Regions from separate parts of the Ovis aries genome. Here region 1 is linked to region 2. A link is a contact called in public Hi-C data. All regions are on one chromosome and are shown on one strand. The core of a region is the stretch at or near the end of the contact, and the rest is flanking DNA. Distances in the headings are between cores, read along the strand shown.

Region 1 (6,793 bases), core at 3,241-5,740, 180 kb after region 2:
CCGCGGACGAGGCTGCAAACAGGAACCTCTGCTCCCAGTGTGGAACATGCTCCAATTCTGTGGGTGCACGGGGAAGGGCGTGGTGAACTCTGCCCCAGACCTGGGGTGCAGGGGATCTGGAAATTTATGTGGGCTGGGCTGGGCGCCTTGGGGAGGTGTGCAGGTTTCCTAGGTTGAGGAAGAGGGGCTTTCAGGCTGAGGAGTCAGCATGAGACAGGGGTCGAAGCTGAAAAAGAGCCAGGCACGGGGAACAGCAGGGTGGTGTAGCCGGAGCTGTGGGCTGTGTGTGAGAGAGACAGACAGACAGACAGAGATACAGAGACCACAGGCAGAAACAGAGAGAAAGGGAGAGCAAGAGGCAGGGAAAGACAGCGAGCTTGGAGGTGAGGCCAAAAAGAGACTGGGGGCCTCTGGGAGGCCTTCACCCACCCTCCCAGGGGACCCAGGCATCACTCTTAGGCAGTGAGGAGACCCGCAGCGCGCGAAGAGCTGTGTGTTAGAAAGTGGACTCTGCCTGGAGGAGAATGGAGGGAGACAGAGCCAGGAGGCAGGAAGACGTGAGAAGGCTGGGGCACTCCCAGCTAAGAGAAGGAGACTTCCCTGGTGGCACAGTGGATAAGAATCTGCCTGCCCACCCAGGGGACACAGGTTCGATCCCTGGTCCGGGAAGATGCCTCGGAGCAACTAAAGCGTACGAGCTGCAACGACTCCAGAAGCTGCAACTACTGCAGCCCGCTTGCCCTGGAGCCCGCGCTCTGCAGTAAGGGAAACCAGCGCGGTGAGAAGCCCTTTCGCCATGACTAGAGAGCAGCCCCTGCTCATTCCGACTAGAGAAAGCCCGCATGCAGCAATGAAGCCCTGGGGCAACCAAAGACAACTATGTTTTAAAATAGAAATATAGGAAGGTCTGTGGGGAGGGCAGGGTTCGAGTTCTGTCTCAGCCATTTTGAGTCTGAATTTTGCGGGGCGACGGCCAACAAGAGGCAGAAAACGCTGGAAATTAGGGCAGAGGTCAAGCCTCTGAGGAACACAGACTCCAAGCCCAAATGGGACGAAGAAAACCTCTAGGGGTTTCTACAGCGGTCATGTGCGGGGTGACCCTGGGGCAGGAAAGGCGATGCCCTGGGGAGAGACTCAGGAGGAAGGAGGGTCATTGGTGAGGACGCAGAATGTCACTGACCCTGGAATAATGCGGGTGTTTTAGTGTCGGAGACGTGAGGAGGGGTGGATGTGGATACTGCTGAATTTGGGGTGGGGGAGGGACATTGTGGGCAGGATTTCTGAGCCAGTGCCCCATGCTAAGTGGGGCACAAAAGGGCACAGAGGAAGGGCGGGGAGGCTGAGCCTCTGGGGGGCACCCAGCCCCCTGCCCCCACTGTCACCGTGACCCCGTGTGCCGGGGACGCAGGACTCTGGTTCTCATTACCGAACCCCATCCCCCACCACGGAAGCCCCTTTCCCACGAGCCTCACTCGCTGTTTCCTGGTGATTCCTGGAAATAACCAGGAATAATGCGGGCTGGGACCTGGCAGGACTTCCAGGTGCATGTCCTGCTGTCCGCAGGCCGGGAGGTCTCTGAGCAGAGGGGACCTATGTCTCCCCTTTCCTATTCCCTGTCTGGGACAGGCCCATGTATGCCAGGGTGGCAGGCGGGCAGGCCACGTGGCACTCCGTCTCTCCGGCAGGCAGGGGGTGTCCCAGATCCCATTTCTTCCCGGCAGGAACTGAGGCTCGACCTCACGGTCAGGCAGACCTGTGACTGCCGCAGACTTCCTGGTTGGACGCTTTCCTGGTTGGTCCAGGCGGCCCTGCAGCTCCCTGCTGCCTGTTTACCTAATCTGCTCCAAACAGATGAGATTCCCCAGGGGTGGGTTCGAGGTGAAGGGACAGGAAAGGGTTGTTTTCATCCAGACCCGCTCAGCCCACCTGTCCCAGAGTCTCTTGCATTAGCAAATGTTTTCTGGTTCCTATGGCAACCGAATCCACACAACCCGGATTTGTTATTGTTCCAGGGGAAAAAAAGGGAAGGGCCACAGCGAGGTCTGACGTTGGTGTGCCGTCCATCAGCCAGGCAGCTGAGTCACTACCATGGTCTGGTGAGTCCACGGAGTCACCTCCCTGTGGTCTGAGGCACCCTCTGGCCTTCTGGCTTTGGCAAGAGGCTGGTCTCTCATCTGCATGTGTCAGCAAGCGTGGGTAACTGGGCACCCTGGCGTGCTGAGTCCTGCCTTGGGCACCGCGATGACTAGCAGGGGTAGAGAGAGGGAATTTACCGAATGAGGAAGAGTCCTGCCCTCCGAGGTGAGAGCTCGTGGGGCTGGGGACACATTCCCTGTTCTTACAGAGCACACATGTATTTACAGCTTCGAGGGCCACCTAGGAGTTGATGTGCATCACAGCCTTAGCCAAGTTGCCTGGTTGCTCCATGCGTCAGTCTCCTTATGTACCAGGTGGGGAAGCAGGTTCTTGCTCATGGGTTGATAGGGGAGAGAAATGAGACACCTTCAAGTCCTCCAGGACTTTGAAGTCCTCTAGGAAGGAGCCCCTGGTGGCTCAGGTGGTAAGGAGTCTGCCTGCAGTGCGGGAGACCCAGGTTCGATCCGTGTCGAGAAGATGCCCTGGAGAAGGCAATGGCAACCCACTGCAGTATTCTTGCCTGGAGAATCCCATGGACGAAGGAGCCTGGTGGGCTGCAGTCCATGGGGTCGCAAAGAGTCAGTCACGACCGAGTGACTTCACTTTCACTTTCAAAGTCCTCCAGACCCTCCTAGTTTCCACAAAGGAATCAAGAAACATGCATTTTTCCTACTGCTGATCGGCCAGATGCTGGCCGCACGTCTCGGGACCACCTGGAGGGCGAGGCAGAGGAAGCACCCCGACTCCCTGAAAACAGGTACCAGCCCCCCTCGTCATGCAGCCGTGGGTGCAGCCACCTCCATTCACCCCCACCAAGGACTGGAATGAGCGGCTTCACCAGCTTAGACCTAGAAGGAAACAGCAAGAAAGTGAGCAGGTGAGCCAGAGGGGATGGGTCAGCAAGCATGTGGGGACAAAGGAGGAGCCAGGAGGCAGGCACCCCAGAGAGACGGTGCTCTGGCCACCCAGACCCGCTCCGGTCTTCGAAGAATGCCCTCTCTCTGAGGCCGTGCTGGCCAGGAGCCTTCTGATGACAGCCTGGCCTTCTGGATAGAATTTCCCTCCAGAGAAAAGGTGTCGATGGGTGAACATGGCTCTCGGGCCCCCCTGGATGGTTGTGTCCTCACTGGGAGTGGCTGAATCATTCGGTTGTATTTATTTATGCTCGCCATGGCACGCAGGTCAGCCCTGAGCCCCGTCACCTCACAATGTCTCACCAGCACAGATTTCTAGCTTACAAAGTGGAAATTCAGCCCTTGGAATGGGATGACCACAGAAAGGAACTACTACCCAAGAGGCATGCAGCCTTCCCCCCGGGGAGTCCCATAAGACACCCACTCTGCAGAGTCATCTGACGGCCCCCCTCTTCCTTGGCATATTCCACGCTGACCTCTGCCAGGTGCCACAGCCAGGCCAGCTGACAGCTGCCTCCCCCAGGCTGGCCCTACGCAAGGCTTTCCAAACTGGGGAGCAAGACCATAAATGAGTCATGGAATGAATTGAGTGGGTGAGGTGAGCATCCTTAATAATTAGCCAGAATCGGGTCACATGTATCAGGATGCCCCACGGGGAGTCAGGGTGAGTGTTACTAAATGCATATTATGTGTTTGTGTGTTGTATGTATGAGCACACATGTGCTGCAGGGATACAGCAGCAGGAAGATGGCACATCTGACTGGGTCACTTGTGGGCATTTAATAAAGGAACAATTTATAAAGACATGGGTAGGATGTAGGGAAGTCACAAAAGCTAATGTAGGGCCAGATCTAAGAGTTGTGGGGCTTGGTTATCACCCTCAGACTTGAAGGCAGAGGTGGTTCCAGGACTTGGAGACAGAGAGAGCGGTGTGGTAAAGGCTCAGACAGGAGCTGCGGTCACTGACCCAGGGAGAAGGCCAGCTGGCCTGCGGCAGTCGATAGGGAATGAATACTTAGCGTCACTGCCCTGCCTCTTCCCCAGCTCCTGCTAGGCAGTCCACCAGCTGGACCCAGCAAAGCCTGAGGGCCAGCAGCCACGGACCCGGCCCACGAGTGGAAGAGACCAGGACACAGGGCGTGCATGGGGTGCAGTGCAAAATGCACGTCTGACTGTGAGTCTCAGGGAATTAAGTCATAAAGACCCTGGAACCATCACTTCCAGGAAGAGGTGAAAGGTTTCTGAATAGCCCCAGGTCCGGGCTCTGGGTGGCAGCTAAGACCCATGAGGAAGGGGTTGCCCTGTTCTTCCCTGCAGCTGGGACCACACCTGCCCTCCACCCCCCAAAGTGCCAGGTTGGAGATGCCCAGCAGTGGGGCTGAGCACAGCGTCCGCAGTCTGGGGCAAAGGTCACGGGCGAGGAAGGGCAGGCTAGAGGAATGGTGGGGAGAGAGGAACAGAGGGCCCTGTGGTTGGGACACCCACGCCCGGCAGTGGCCTCAGCCCCTAAGGCCAAAGGGCAGAGTTCTATTTCTGGCTCCCGTGGGAACAGGAGACAATGGTCGTCTTGCTTTCCACAGGCCTGCGGGCGGCTCGCTGCTCCTCAGCTCTGTGTGGTTGTTCTAGACTCACACAAAACCGCCTCTGAGCCTCGTTTCCACGGGCCACACTGCTGGGGGTGTCACATGCCAGCCCACATGTGGGGTCACATGCTGGGGACTTCACGCCGTCATCGCCAAGTGTGACCAGACTCCAAGGCTGAGTCTCCTGACCCCTGGCCCATCCTCCAGGAGCCCGCCTGACACCTACCTTTGGGTACCCGGTTCCCAGAAGACAGACTCTTCTGGAAAGAAAACAGTTTCCTCTAATGATTTTTTTTTTAATGACAACACTGTCTATAATAACAGAGAACTCTCACCTCGGCCTTGCTGTCTCCTTAGGCAATAGAAAGCCACTCTGCCTTCCCAGACCTGGGTCCCTCCCGGCTTACTCATCAACACGTGGAGCTAAGGTGTTTACTTGAGAGTTAATAAGGTAGAGAGCATTTTGCCCTTTGAACAGTCCTCCTCCTTCAGAATTTCATTTCCCTCAGCCGCATTCCTGGTACCGGTCAAGGTTGGACGGGAGTCTCAAGAACACAGTGAAGGTGGTGCCTGCCCAAACTAGCAGGATCCTGGGTCAGACCCTGGTGTGAGATCCTGAAAGCACCTCCCCAAGGAAATGGCTTGCCAATGTCATCCTTTTAAGTCAACCAAACAGAAAGTGGTTGCTTGAGTATTTCATCAGTCCTAACCGAGTCATTATTAAACCATGCTGCTGAGTCACTGCAGTCGTGTCCGACTCTGTGTGACCCTATAGACGGCAGCCCACCAGGCTCCCCCTTCCCTGGGATTCTCCAGGCAAGAACATTGGAGTGGGTTGCCATTTCCTTCTCCAATGCATGAAAGTGAAAATTTAAAGTGAAGACGCTCAGTCGTGTCCGACTCTTAGCAACCCCATGGACTGCAGCCCACCAGGCTCCTCCACCCATGGGATTTTCCAGGCAAGAGTACTGGAGTGGGGTGCCATTGCCTTCTCCATAAGTTAGAGGAAAAGGAAGGAAAGTCCAAGAGGATCAGGGTTTTCCCAACATGATGCTGGTCAGTTTGGACCATGACCTGTGGCAATGCCTGATTAGCATCCCTTTCAGTTCAGTTCAGTCCCTCAGTCATGTTCGACTCTTTGCAACCCCATGGACTGCGGCCCGCCAGGCTTCCCTGTCCATCACCAACTCCCGGAGCTTGCTCAAACTCATGTCCACTGAGTCGGTGAGGCTATACAACTATCTCATCCTCTGTCGTCCCCTTCTCGTCCCACCTTCAATCCCTCCCAGCATCAGGGTCTTTTCTAATGAGTCAGTTCTTCGCATGAGGTGGCCAAAGTACTGGAGCTTCAGCTTCAGCATCAGTCCTTCCAATGAAGAACCAGGACTGATCTCCTTTAGGATGAACTGGGTGGATCTCCTTGCAGTCCAAGGGACTCTCAAGAGTCTTCTCCAACACCACCATTCAAAAGCATCAGATCTTCAGTGCTCAGCTTTCTTTATGGTCTAACACTCATATCCATACGTGACTACTGGAAAAACCATAGCTTTGACTAGATGGGCCTTTGTTGGCAAAGTACCATTTCTGCTCTTTAATAAGCATCCCTTTACTGTGTCTCATTATTCTTCACTGCTCTGCCATGGTCCCTGTGGTGCTAACTCCCTCTCCATGTCCTGCACTTCCAACCTCAGGTGGTCAGTGGTTGACGCTCTCTCTCAATAACTTGAGAGCACAGCTCTGTCTTATTCACCTCATGTTGTCCCCACTGACTGTACCAGAGTTTGCAAAACTCTCCATGAAATATGTCTGGGGTGAAAGAATGCATTAAACATTCATTACAGCTTAGTTTAATGATGTGGAAAAAAATTTAAAGAGTTAGCTGTGGCTTTCTAAACTTATTTTTTAGCATTGAATACTTTGATTCCAAAAAAATAAAATCTAACACAAGCCCCCCAAAATAAAAGCAAAGCAGGACACCCAAATAACGTTTCCAGGTCTAACAAATAGAAATGACAGGTATACAGTTAAGATTGAATTTCGGAAAAATAAATAACTTCAAAAGGTTAAGTATATCCCAAATATTGCATGGGGCATACTTATACTAAAAAAATTTTTTTTCGTTTGTTTGTCTGATGTTCAGACTTAACAGGGTGCCCTGGT
Region 2 (6,905 bases), core at 2,527-5,026:
GGCGGTCTTCCTGGTGGCCTCCGCTCCAAACACAGTCATGCTGGCTTCTGGGGAGAGGCTGGTGGATGTGCTGGAAGGGTACTTCAAGTTTTTGGCGCCATGAGCCAAGGCCGTTTTCCTGGTCCTCAGGGAGGTTTTGGCAGCACCTGCCATGGCTATATTGCTTTTGCTTCCTTCTGGGCCCTTGGTGACGGTGACTTCAATGGCCGTGCTCTGCTCTTCAGAGGCATGGGACTTGGTCACGTTCAGATCGCCCTCTGTGGCGTCTGCTGCGGCCACCTGCATCATCGCCCCCGCTGCTGACTCTTCATCAAGCTCCCTGGGTTTGGTGTTTGCCATGGTCCCGTCGGGCATAGGATCGGGACTGTAGAAGTCCAGTGGGAGGCCCTCCCCGCCGGCAAAAGCTGCAGAGGTGGCCCCGGACACCTCGGAGCCCACATGGAGGCTCCTGACGCTTACCTGGTCCTGATCGCCCCGGCCTTGGAAATCCATGGCCGCTGGGCTCCTCCTGTCCTCCTCGAACATGGGCATGCAGATCATGTCCCCGGCTGGAATGGCATAGGTGCTGCTCTGACTGTCCACTGGCGGCCGCAGGAGGTAGATGAGCTTCTCCCAGTAAGCGAAGAGGTCTTCCCGCGAGTCCAGCGGGGGGCACAGATGCAGGTAGCAGGAGCGGCCGGTGGCGAACTTCAGGCGCAGCTGTTGTTTCTCGCGGTCGTGAATGGAGATCCTCACAAACTTCAAGGGAAGGAGCCTGGTGAGCTCTAAGGTCTTTGCAGCCTTGCGGCTCTTGGCCTTGGTGGTCTGCCCACGGCCTGCGTGGTCGTCGCAGCCGGTGGCCGGCCGGGCCAGTAGCATGACGTCTGGGAGGGGGAGGAGGGGGCTGGTGGATGCAATGCCCACGGTCACCATGCGGACGCGGTTGTGCACGTCGATCACTTCTCCCCTCTTGGTGATTTGGATAAAGTCGCTCTCGAAGATTGGGGCATACTTGAATATGTCGTACTCACCCTTGTGCAGTTGCCGCTGCAGTTTGCCCATGGTGGTGTTGAACAGGCCTGCTCCGGCGCCGCTCTGGGCCGTGTGATACGGTAGCAGAGACTCCCGGCTCATGGCTGGCTGTGATCACGACAAGCTGCTCTGGCGAGACGGGCCCCTGGGTCTTCCTTTCCTTGGCCTCCTTGGCAGAAGAGGGAGCCGCGGTCTCCTGTGTCACGCAGGCGGCTCCACGGCAGGTCCCCCAACCCCACCACACCCCACAGAGCCTCCCAGAGGCAGGAGTGGGGGTAAGGGTGTGGGTAATCGCCGTGAGGATGCTGCAGGGCGCCTGGACCCCAGGCTGAGTCTCTTCAAGTGTGTTGCAGAGGTATGGTAGGCCCCACTCAGCCTCACCTCGCTTCTGCTTCTGGCTTTCTGTCTCTGCGAGAGGCTGTGAAACTGCAGTCCTAGTGAAAGAAGTGACCGCTTTCTCAGCCTAAACCCCCTGTGCAGCCATATTTATCCAGGCTGTCCTTTGTGACCTGTCACTGTCTCATATGCCTTTGTCCCATCCCTCAGCCACCCCCTCCAGGCAGGGCCACCCCATTGCCCTGCATAGAGGACAGGTCCACCCTGCCAGGGACTCAGGCATGTACCAAAATAAAAATGTCTACAAATGGGAAAGTTTTGTCTGGTTCTCTTTTACCCTCCCCCAAATTCGGCAACTGGATGAAGCCTATAGGAATGTCAGAGGATGGGATGCACTTGAGGCATTCGAGCTCATGGTTTAATTGTATCGAACAATGTAGAACTGGCAGTCTCAGTCCTTAGTCTGTCCATTTATAAAATCTCAGTAAATGTTGATGGTGATTTTAATAATAACGTTAAAAATTGCTTCTCCAAGCCCATGCAGCATTCTTCACGTATGCTCGTGAGAGTCCATTGAGTTTGGTACTGTTGCTACTGTTCCCAGCTCACAGGTAAAAAAACTGAGGTGCCATCTCTTAGATCTGCTGGTAGCAGAGGCAGTATTTGAATGCAGGTCTACCTGATTCTAAATGTTGCTTAGAATCTTTGTTCTGAATGCTATAGTACTTAGCCTCACAAACAATGCTTGGGCCCACCAAAAGTATTCACACTGGACTGATTTAACTACCTTTACGAGAAGACCTGTTTTTAGAATTTGCATAATTCTATGTGTGTATATATATTATGGAGAGAACCCAAGGCATCACATGGGCTGGTTTGGGGATTGAATTACCTGAGAGATCGCCTCAGATCCTCCCCACTTTCAGTTCAGTCACTTAGTCGTTTCTGACTCTTTGCGACCCCATGGACTGCAGCACGCCAGGCTTCCCTATCCATCACCAACTCCCAGAGCTTACTCAAACTCATGCCCATAGAGTCAATGATGCCATCCAACCATCTCATCCTCTGTCATCCCCTTATCCTCCTGCCTTCAATCTTTCCCAGCATCAGGGTCTTTTCCAGTGAGTCAGTTCTTCACATCAAGTGGCCAAAGTATTGAGTTTTCAGCTTCAACATCAGACCTTCCAATGAATATTCAGGACTGATTTCCTTGAGAATTGACCGGTTTGATCTCCTTGAAGGCTAAGGGACTCTCAAGAGTCTTTTCCACACCACAGGTCAAAAGCATCAATTCTTCAGCACTCAGCTTTCTTTATAGTCCAACTCTCATACCCATACATGACTACTGGAAAAACCATAGCTTTGACTAGACGGACCTTTTTAGGCAATGTCCCTGCTTTTTAACATACTGTCTAGCTTGGTCATAGCTTTTCTTCCAAGGAGCAAGTGTCTTTTAATTTCATGGCTGCAGTCCCCCTCTGCAGTGATATTGGAGCCCAAGAATATAAAGCCTGTCACTGTTTCCATGGTTTCCCCATTTACTTGCCATGAACTGATGGGACCAGATGCCGTGACCTTAGTTATTTGAATGTTGAGTTTTAAGCCAGATTTTTCACCCTCCTCTTTCACTTTTATCAAGAGGCTCTTTAGTTCCTCTTCACTTTCTGCCATAAGAGTGGTGTTATCTGCATATCTGAGGTTATTGATATTTCTCCCAGCAATCTTGATTCCAGTCTGTGCTCCATCCAGCCCAGAATTTCACATGATGTACTCTGCATATAAGTCAATAAGCAGGGTGACAATATACAGCATAATGTACTTCTTTCCCGATTTGGAACCAGTCTGTTGTTCCATGTCCAATTCTAACTGTTGCTTCTTGACCTGCATACAGATTTCTCAGGAGGCAGGTACGGTGGTCTGGAATTCCCATCTCTTGAAAAATTTTCCACAGTTTGTTGTGATCTACACAGTTACGGGTTTTGGCGTAATCAATAAAGCAGAAGTAGGTGTTTTTCTGGAACTCTCTTGCTTTTTTGATGATCCAAAGGATGTTGGCAATTTGATCTCTGGTTCCTCTGCCTTTTCTAAATCCAGCTTGAACATCAGGAAGTTCACGGTTCAAGTACTGTTGAAGCCTGGCTTGGAGAATTTTGAGCATTACTTTGCTAGCCTGTGAGATGAGTGCAATTGTGCAGGAATCTGAACATTCTTTGGCATTGCCCTTCTTCTTTATGCTTGTGCAAAGAGCTCCTGCATGGAAACCTACCTCTTCGCTCTCAGCACATGTCCTCCCATGGTGAATTGGGGGATGGGTAGACTGAAATGTAAGCTCCAGTTTCAAGAGTCTGCTAGGTGCCCTCCTGGAGGGTAATATCTCTCTACTGGGCAGAAATGGTTTGGAAGCCTTGACACCTACAGGGAACATGTACTATTAGACACTCTGTCTCACTGCCATTCTCACAGAGCTAATCACAGAATAAGTGATTTCTAAACTGTGACTTGAAAGTTCTGAGAAAGGACCCTGCTCCCATCTCTCTTATCCGAAGTTTGATACAATGCCTGAACTCCCACCTTAGGGAGTCATACCTTGAGGATAAGGGCTATCTTTCCATTAAAATACACACAGATGCCCATCAACAGATGATTGGATAAACAAAATGTAGTCTATCTATGCTGTGGAATACTATTCAGCCAAAGAAAGGAATGAAGTACTGATACATTTTATGACATGGATGAACATTGAAAGAGACATGGATCTCTCAGTGAAAGAGATCACGTATTATAATGATTCTATTTCTACGAGATATCCAGGAAAGAGAAATCCATAGAGACAGATACTAGGTCAGCGGTTCCCTAGGGCTGGAAAGAGGGGAGAATGAGAAGTATTGGATATTTTTTGGGGGGTGATGAAAAGTTCTGGAGCTTGATAGTGGTGATGGTTACATGGTATTGTGAATGCCACTGAACTGTACACTTTAAAATTGCAGTTGTGAATTTCATGTGTATTTTACCACATACACACACACACTTCCGATCAGAAGCTTTATAGTTAAAAAACATAGCTTTCAGCTTTAGAAAGGTCACCTGTGTGATCTTGGGCACACTACTTAACTCTCCACTTCCTCATCTGTAAAATGGGGATAATAGTTGCTGTGAGGATTAAATGAGATAATGTAAAGTATTGAGTAGCATTTCTCAGTAAATGTCAGCTATTATTAACATCAGTCTCAGCTGGCCCTTTAAGCCTCAGTGTGAATTCCTTCCTGACAGCAGGTTTCGGTAAGACAGACAAGATTCTGTGTTTAGAGCCATGGTGAGAACTGAGAAGGATCCTCACTGGGCAAAGCTGGCCTCCTCGGAGGTTTTTCCTCTGGCAAATCCATGAAAACACTACTCCACTGAGAAACTGCTTAAACCCCACCAAAGAGCATGGGATGCAGAAGACAGGAAAAGCTTACTGTGAGTTTGGATTTCAGGTTTATTCAAAGCCTGTGGGAGAAATTAGGATAAAGATGGAAAACAGTTGGCATTTTAGCTTCTGGCAGAAAGTGGAAACTTTGATCCCAGAAACCCTGTCCTGGGCCAGACCCCTTATGGCTCTTATACTCGGAAGCAAGTGTCAGGCCAGATCTCAGGGAAAGACATGGGGACAGGATGAGGGCAAGAGACGGGGCAGGGTGGGCTCTCCATGCCTGGCCAGTGTGACATTACCACCCCTGCAGGTGACGGCCCAAGGAAACGGCCTTGTTAACCAGGCGTCTGACTCCAGCAGAGGTCCCATCCCAATTTATCCTCTCAGAACCCTCACCTCCCCTAGCTGCTGAGTGTGAAACAAGATGAACTAAGCAACTTGATGGTAAATACATATTAACCCTTTTTTTTTAAGTGGAAACATAAACTTGGTGACAGACAACAAAACTATTTTTAATGCATTTGTTCAAAGAACTTACAGTTCCACTGATGATTTACAGTGCGCTTCTCAGATCACTTTTTCTTGCAACAGCCGCCTCCCCCTTCCTTCCGCTCTAATTCATTGCTGTCCGTGGCAGCTTTAAAACTGTCTTGAGTTTCCTAACGGCTGATTGGTGGCACAAGCAGAAGGTTAATGCAAGGAAATTCTTCCTCCTCCAGCAAGATAAAGAAAACAGACTACCTCCTGAAAGAAACAGTGAATGGTACTTCCACCAGATGCTCTGTACAGATTAGGAGCTGCCCCTGAGATGTAGCTAAAACAGCAAAATTAGGATACCTGTGTCTCAGGTGATAGTTTAAAGAAAACAAACATGGGTTCAAAGAAGCAGGCTCCATCCACATGTATGAACAGTCAACAAAGTCAGGATCGCTCTGTAAAACGGCACTGATGACAGAGGAGCCAATTTTTATTGCCAGCCTGTGAGTGTCGGGTGTGTGCACAGGGCAAGAGCAAGGCACCGTGATTCTGTTGGAGACCTAAAGGAATCACATGCTCCAGAGATTCCAGAAAATTAGGTGGACTATTTCCTCTGAATTATCACACCTATCAGAAGACTCTTGAGAGTCCCTTGGACAGCAAAGAGATCCAACCAGTCCATTCTGAAGGAGATCAGCCCTGGGATTTCTTTGGAAGGAATGATGCTAAAGCTGAAACTCCAATACTTTGGCCACCTCATGCGAAGAGTTGACTCACTGGAAAAGACTGTGATGCTGAGAGGGATTGGGGGCAGGAGGAGAAGGGGACGACCCAGGATGAGATGGCTGGATGGCATCACGGACTCGATGGACGTGAGTCTGAGTGAACTTCAGGAGTTGGTGATGGACAGGGAGGCCTGGCATGCTGCGATTCATGGGGTTGCAAAAAGTCGGACACGACTGAGTGACTGAACTGAACTAATCCTGTCTGAAATTATATTCTCTCTTCCTCCCCACCGTCCTTTTCCAAAATTTGAAATGCTTATTTGCAACAGTGAGACACATATTTGGACATTACAAGAAATGTAATTCGAGTGAAGCCTTCACAAAGAGTTCTACCACAGATTGTAAGGTTCAGGTTGAACAACAGGTGTACATTTTAGGCCTTTGAATATAGAGAAACAGGAAGTTCAGGTATTCAGATTTTATATAAAATTTCTATCCTAGTATCCAAAGTCTAAAGGATATACTTGCTGCTGTGTCCTAGTGTTTGTCAATGAGAGATTGAGCATTAAAAGCCAGAAATTGAGGAATAGGATTGAAAGTCAAAAAGCCCACCAAGTGGCACCCCAGATAACAAAGAAGAACACTTGAAGAATAGTCAAAGCTCAAATCACCCCCTACATCACCGTCTCCAAAGGGGAGGGGAGGAGAATGGCCAGAGCTCAAGGACCAACTGCTTTAAAAGAACAGAAACCAGCACCACACTGTAGTTCACCATGTCTTGGTTCCAATATTTATTATATTGACAAGTTAAGAATACTAGGATAAATAAGTAATATTTTCTCTTACAGAAAATTGTAATGATACTACTGAGTAGGATTAAACACTCTGAGGATTTCACAGAAACGTCAGAATTTAAACAGACGGTAGCCAGAGACCTCCTGGCC

Evidence for each region. A called contact is a pair of places that touch in the nucleus more often than the background predicts.
Region 1: a Hi-C map of hypothalamus shows a contact between it and region 2, with 2.9 times the contacts expected there. The contact joins the enhancer-like site here to the promoter of GARIN4 in region 2. A contact is called at or near these places in 8 of 16 Hi-C or Micro-C datasets (blood, hypothalamus, liver and 2 more).

Annotation. Positions count from the first base shown.
Region 1 is chr12:70,568,876-70,575,668 of ARS-UI_Ramb_v3.0, forward strand. LOC132657478 (a long non-coding RNA gene) reads left to right here. Exons shown (of 5, transcript XR_009595754.1): 2 at 640-778; 3 at 2,013-2,096; 4 at 2,364-3,013. Among named protein-coding and RNA genes, the nearest start is that of NENF, 43 kb to the right of the region's middle. Within about 2 kb of position 4,491, at least 8 of the 54 cell types and tissues checked have an H3K27ac peak or open chromatin away from gene starts, as enhancers often do. A contact at or near this core is called in liver, where this site is marked.
Region 2 is chr12:70,393,256-70,400,160 of ARS-UI_Ramb_v3.0, forward strand. It overlaps GARIN4 (golgi associated RAB2 interactor family member 4), which reads right to left and starts at 3,777. Exons shown (of 1, transcript XM_027980229.3): 1 at 1-3,777. The coding sequence starts at 1,113. It overlaps ATF3 (activating transcription factor 3), which reads right to left. Exons shown (of 4, transcript XM_060396719.1): 4 at 6,729-6,905.